Regions from separate parts of the Rattus norvegicus genome. Here region 1 is linked to region 2. The links are chromatin contacts, called in public HiChIP or PLAC-seq maps. All regions are on one chromosome and are shown on one strand. The core of a region is the stretch at or near the end of the contact, and the rest is flanking DNA. Distances in the headings are between cores, read along the strand shown. Region 1 holds the start of Usp34 (ubiquitin specific peptidase 34). Region 2 holds the start of Cct4 (chaperonin containing TCP1 subunit 4).

What was found. HiChIP or PLAC-seq counts read pairs in DNA pulled down with a chosen protein or histone mark.
Region 1: a contact with region 2 is called in an H3K27ac HiChIP or PLAC-seq map of oligodendrocytes, with 4 times the contacts expected there. The contact joins the promoter of Usp34 here to the promoter of Cct4 in region 2. A contact is called at or near these places in 3 of 12 Hi-C or Micro-C datasets (frontal cortex, hepatocytes and kidney) and 1 of 1 datasets of contacts at active chromatin or transcription factors (oligodendrocytes).

What each region holds. Positions count from the first base shown.
Region 1 is chr14:101,485,794-101,488,493 of GRCr8, reverse strand. It overlaps Usp34 (ubiquitin specific peptidase 34), which reads right to left and starts at 1,341. Exons shown (of 80, transcript NM_001271196.2): 1 at 1,226-1,341. The coding sequence starts at 1,268.
Region 2 is chr14:101,191,687-101,194,386 of GRCr8, reverse strand. Cct4 (chaperonin containing TCP1 subunit 4) reads right to left here and starts at 1,330. Exons shown (of 14, transcript NM_182814.2): 1 at 1,070-1,330. The coding sequence starts at 1,196. LOC134481877 (a long non-coding RNA gene) reads left to right here. Exons shown (of 2, transcript XR_010057758.1): 2 at 1-2,700.

The DNA.
Region 1 (2,700 bases), core at 92-2,591, 290 kb before region 2:
GAACTGTGTTTACCATATCACTTGTACCAAGAATGAAATTTATGTCAAAATAGGAATAACCTTAAAATACTAGCAAAATTTAGGATGACACAAATATAGGAAAATGTAGTTTGAATATATACAAACACCTACTTTAATCTGTCAGGAAGTAAATACATACCTGAAAATAAATTACAAACATTTTAGCCATTAAAGTGAAATTCAAGACCATAACAGAGTAAAAATTAAAAAACCAAAAGGGAATTCCAGTAAAAACCGACTGTTTAAAGGAATGAATTAAAAGGTTTAGCTAGTTCTGAAATCTGTCAAAATATCACACTGACTATGAATTCCAATACCTCAAATGAACATTTCTCACAAATCAAGTATGTGTAAATTATCTTTTCATCTAAACCATCTCTTCCAGCCTGGGCCTCTGGGCCCATAAGTAGCCGACGTGCAATATATCCCTTGTTCTTTAAGCAGAAATGCAACCTTGCAAGGCCAAAAATAAAATATGTAATATAATAATAAAGAATAAAGAGTAAGGCCTTTCATTTTCGGAGACAGGCCATGACTACTCGGGGTGGTTGTCGTTGGTACAGAGATCTCCTTACAATAGATTTTACTACTTAAGCGACGAATGGTACTAAAGAAATACTATCGCCTTTATTTTTAATTAAGGTAAGACAGCTCCAATCATCACTATTGCAGTTCATTTTCTGCTATTTAAGGGCTGGCAGATGGATTGAATACACCCACACACCCTCAAGGGAAGGAAAAAATCACCACCCTTCTCCCAGGGACTTTAATGAAAATTAGCAGGTAAGCCAGGCCTCCCCGGCACGCTGGAAATCAAAGAGGGCGGCCCTGAGGCTCGGACTGCGGAGCAAAGCCTAGCCCTGCGACCCCACCTCCCTACACCTTCTCGCAGGGGGAAAGGGGCGGAAGGGCTCATTAGTGCCTTCATTAATTGACACCTGTAATGAGGAAACTTTCCGAGACCGCCCAGGCCTGACCGGGCCCGGGCTGCGCCGCGGCCTCTCGGGCGCCCAGGTAACCCGGAGGCCTGGGCCCGAGGCGCCGCGACGGCCCCGACACCACGCACCTTCCCAGGCACACAGGCCCGGACGCCGGGCCGGCCCGGTCGCCGCAGCCCGCAGGCCGCGGAGGGCAGGCCGGGCAGGAGAGCAGCCCGGGGACCCCAAGCCGTGCACCCAGACAGGTCCCCTACCCGGCTACTTACTTTCATTTAACACCTCCACCAGGTCTGCGCAGTTCTCGCACATCGTTCGGCCGCCGCCCCCCCCTCCCCCGCTTAGGATCGCACTGACTGATCCCGACCGGCGGGGGGGAGGGGACAGAGGCAGGGGAGGGGGCCGGCCTGCCGGCGGGGCGGGGAAGCGGCGAGGGCGGGCGGCGGCGAGGACGGGGCGGGGAGCCGCGGGTGGGGGAGGGGGCCGGCGGGCCCGGGAGCGGGAGCGGGCGGGGGCGAGGAGGAGGGTGAGGGAGGTGCAGGCCTCAGGGGCGCCGAGGCCCAGGCGGCGGGGGAAGGGGGAAGGACGGGGGAGGGAAGAGGGAGGGGTGGGTGGAGAGAGAAGCAGCAGAGTCACTTCACCACCGACCAGACGCCGCGGCCACCGCCGCCGCCGCCGCCGCCATTTTAATGGAGCGCTCGGGCTGCGCTCGGCTCTTTCCGCCCAGGCGAAGGAGCCGAAGAGAGGCGCCTCGCGCTCTCATTCCTCCGCCCTCCCTTGCTCTCCCCGCCCTCCGCCTCTCTCCGCACACACGCCGCACACCCTGCCGGAGCCTCTGGCCGCCCTCCCTTTCCTCTTCCGTCCAGCCTCCCCGCCCTCGGTCCACCCCCTGTGCGCGCTCGCCCACCCCGCCCAGCCCGGATCTCTGTCAGCGGCCGGAAGGGAAGCGCGCCGCCCGCTGCCGCGGGGGGAGTCGGGTGAGTGGAAGATGGCGGAGGCTGCGGGCGGGTCGCGGTTACGCGGCCTCTCCCGCCCTGTTGGGCTTCGAGCTCCGAGGAGGCTCGGCCAGCGCTGAGGTGGGTGGCCCGCCCAGTCCCCTGCCGCAGCGCGTCGCCCCCCTTGTCTCCCGCTGCCCCGAGGGGAAGCGGTGGACTTTGCCGTCATTCGGGTACTTTGAAGGTGGAGACAGCCGCGGGTCAGCGGATCCCGGCACGCGGCTCGCTCCCCACCTGGCTTCGTGAGAATGGAACAGCCCAGGGCGCGTCTTAACCTGAATCCCTGTTTATCGCTGTCGTGCGGTTCTGAGAGACACCTTGACAGGACTAGAAATGGCGCGATTGAGAAACCATGACATCTCGTTTTTACGCATGAGGTCTCATAACGTGCGTCTACCCATTCATTCCTCATCGGAAATTGTCTATTAAACATTTTCATCGGAGAAAGACAGCGAGAGCCACTACCCGTGAGGAACGAAGCCCGGCATGATGGTTTACGGCAGTACTTCCTAAACGCAGGCAGGAGGGTTGCTCTGAGTTCGAGGGCAGCCTGAGCGACTTTAAGAAACCCCCCAAACCCCTTCGCCAGTGTCAAAAGAAATGGGAGCCAAAAGGGAACAAGAGAAAGGGACACTCAGATTAAGTTTGGTATTGCATTAAGAACTAGAAGCTCAGAGAGATGGCTCAGCAGTTAAGAGCAGCAGAGGACCCGGATTCAATTCCCAACACCCACATGATGGCTCACGACC
Region 2 (2,700 bases), core at 81-2,580:
CTAGCAAAGATGGCTGCCTGAAGTAAAAACATCCCATTTTGTATATAGCATACACTCTTTGGTCACTCAATCGGCTCGATTTTTCAACATCCCAATAACTCCACCACCACATACATAATTAATGAACCCAATAAATTTCTAGGTGTCAGGTATTCACTCCAAACTTCCAAAAGACTCTTCGACCGACCACCTTGCCAACTTCTCCAACTCCTTAAGGTCCACCCTGCACCCTCACAGCACCAACACACTGCGGTCACCTGGGCTGGTTGACTGCAATACTCCCAAGGTTTACTTCGTACAGGTTCACATTTAATTCTCCCAGCAACCCTGCAAATAAACTGTTCCCTCACCCAACTTACAGCTTTATTGAAAATAAAGCCAATGATTCCCTGGGTTCCAGGACTTTCCAAAGACAGGACAGCAATTTCACTTCTCGAATCATGCATCTTTTTCTCCAACCCAAATAAACCCTGGCAATATCTCTAAAAGCTTTGTTCTTAATTTTCCTTCCATATTTTTTTTTCTTCTCCAGTTCGGTTTCTCTAAATGTTCACAATTACAGAAAGCAAAGATTTATCTTCCCCGGACTGATAGTAAGGGAACTTTGGTTCAGAGGTCAAAAACATGAAATAACACATGCAGAGAATAAAACTCAGGCCTGTCTGTTTTTCATCATGTTCCCCACGTGCAGGTTAAGTGGAATTTATGCTGTCTATCCACGGAACCAAAAAAGAAAGTTCATTTAACTATGCCGTCTACCACTAGGTTTAACGAACAGCCAAGCTTTAGTTCTGAAGCGTCAGATCTCAAGGATCATTGCATTTCAGCATCTTATACCATCCGTTGTCCGCACCAACGTGACGAACACCGCCCAAGCCCGCAGGGGATGAACTAGGGAGCACCGCGACCCACAATGGGGCGTGTCCGAGGCCTCCACGCCGGAGTACTCAGTAGAAAGCTGCGCCCACCGGACGAGACCACCTCTGAAGGAACACAACCCACCCAAGGCTAAGGTCACAGTGAGAGGCTGGGCCGTATTGCCGCTAGGCGGGCCGGCGAGGGGTGATACCTTTGGCCGCGGAAATGTTGCTGAAGCGGATCTGGGCCGGTTTGTCGCGGTCCTGGTAGGCGCCTTTCCCGCGGTTGCCCGGCCCCGCTGCGGGCGGCCCGCTTCGGGAAGCTACGTTCTCCGGCATGGCGACTTTGATGGCGTCTGCGCGGGTTCAGGAGGACCGATGGACACGGATTCCGGCCTGCTGTGGAGTAACGGTCTCCCTGGCCGCCGCCTCCACGAACCTTCCAGAAAGCGACGCCGGGAGAGAAGGCGGAAGCCGAAGAAGGGGCCTGCGGTGGTGCCGGCGCAGATATGACGTCAGGGGCTGTCCGCCGCACGCCGGCCGCGGAGCTCGCGCGCGGAGATCCCGGGAGCGGACAGTCAACCGGTCCCTGTGCCTGGGCGCTGAGATGGAGCGGGAGGTTTTAAAGGCGTGACAGGTGCCATTCTATGTAGACCGGAGCCACTCGCTCCTGCTAGTCATGTTGACGAAGCCGTGACAGCCCTGGCTTTGTTCCGGAGTGGGTGTGGCGCAGCCGGCATTTTCCAGACATCTATATCAAAATTCTAAATTTTATTCCTAGTTTATTCACTTTGCAAAGGTGTTGGAGGAAAAATTTGCCATGAATAAGTTTCTTCCCTTGTGTATATATTTTTTGCCTGCCTAGGGGTTTAAATACACTGGTCAAATGGCACAGAATCTTAATAGTTGTGGAGCTGTGACTGCCTGCCAAATCCAGTCTGCCTTCTAGTTACGACCTCTTCCATAAACGTAGCCACTGACTCTTAGGGAACATAAACATAGTAATAACTGATTAGTAGTTATCTGCTGAACAAAGTGTGAAGCCTTTACACCCTTTACCTTACCTATTCCTCCTCATAATCCCGTGAAATAGGTGCCATCGTCTTTGCTTTATGGATGATGGCACTAAAGCCCAGGGTCAACCACAGTAAGGCGATGGAATCTGTCTCTAGGTAAACTTCCAAGGTTTCTATAAGCACTATCATTGACTAGGGAAGTTTATATAGGTAATACCTGTTCACTAGTAGTTCACAGTTAATCATTGAGAACCCATAAGGTGCCACATGCCTGCAGTAGGTTAAGGAAAAATTGTTTTATGGACTTAGTCCTGTGATCACGAGGAGCTTTGACACGAACTCAGGCTATTAAGACTAAGATGAAGTTTTCAAGTCCTCCCCCACTGCACCACCCCCTCCATCCGGGGGATACATCTTTTTCAAAGACTAGTTTACCCCTCCCTCACAGTACATAAACATTCTATGGCAGTTGAGACAACTGGTTTATATGAAAAGAACAGGTGCTGGTACTGTGGTGGTTTGAGATGACCCCCCCCCACCCCCAGTTTCAGACAAATACTTGGTTCCCAGTGGGTAGCTCTGATCAGAGAAGCTTAGAAGGTGTAGTCTTGCTGGAGTAAGTGTATCACTGGGGACAGAATTTGTTTCAAAAGTTGCCAGGCATTCCCAGCTGCTTCCTGTTCACAATTTGAGATGTGAGCTGCCCCTGCCCCATGTTTTCCCTGCAGTTCAAGTGTAAGTCCTGGAACCATAACACCCCCACCCCCCCAAAAATCTTCCTTCTATAAATTGCCTTCGTCGACATGTGTTTGTTTTTGTTTTCGAGA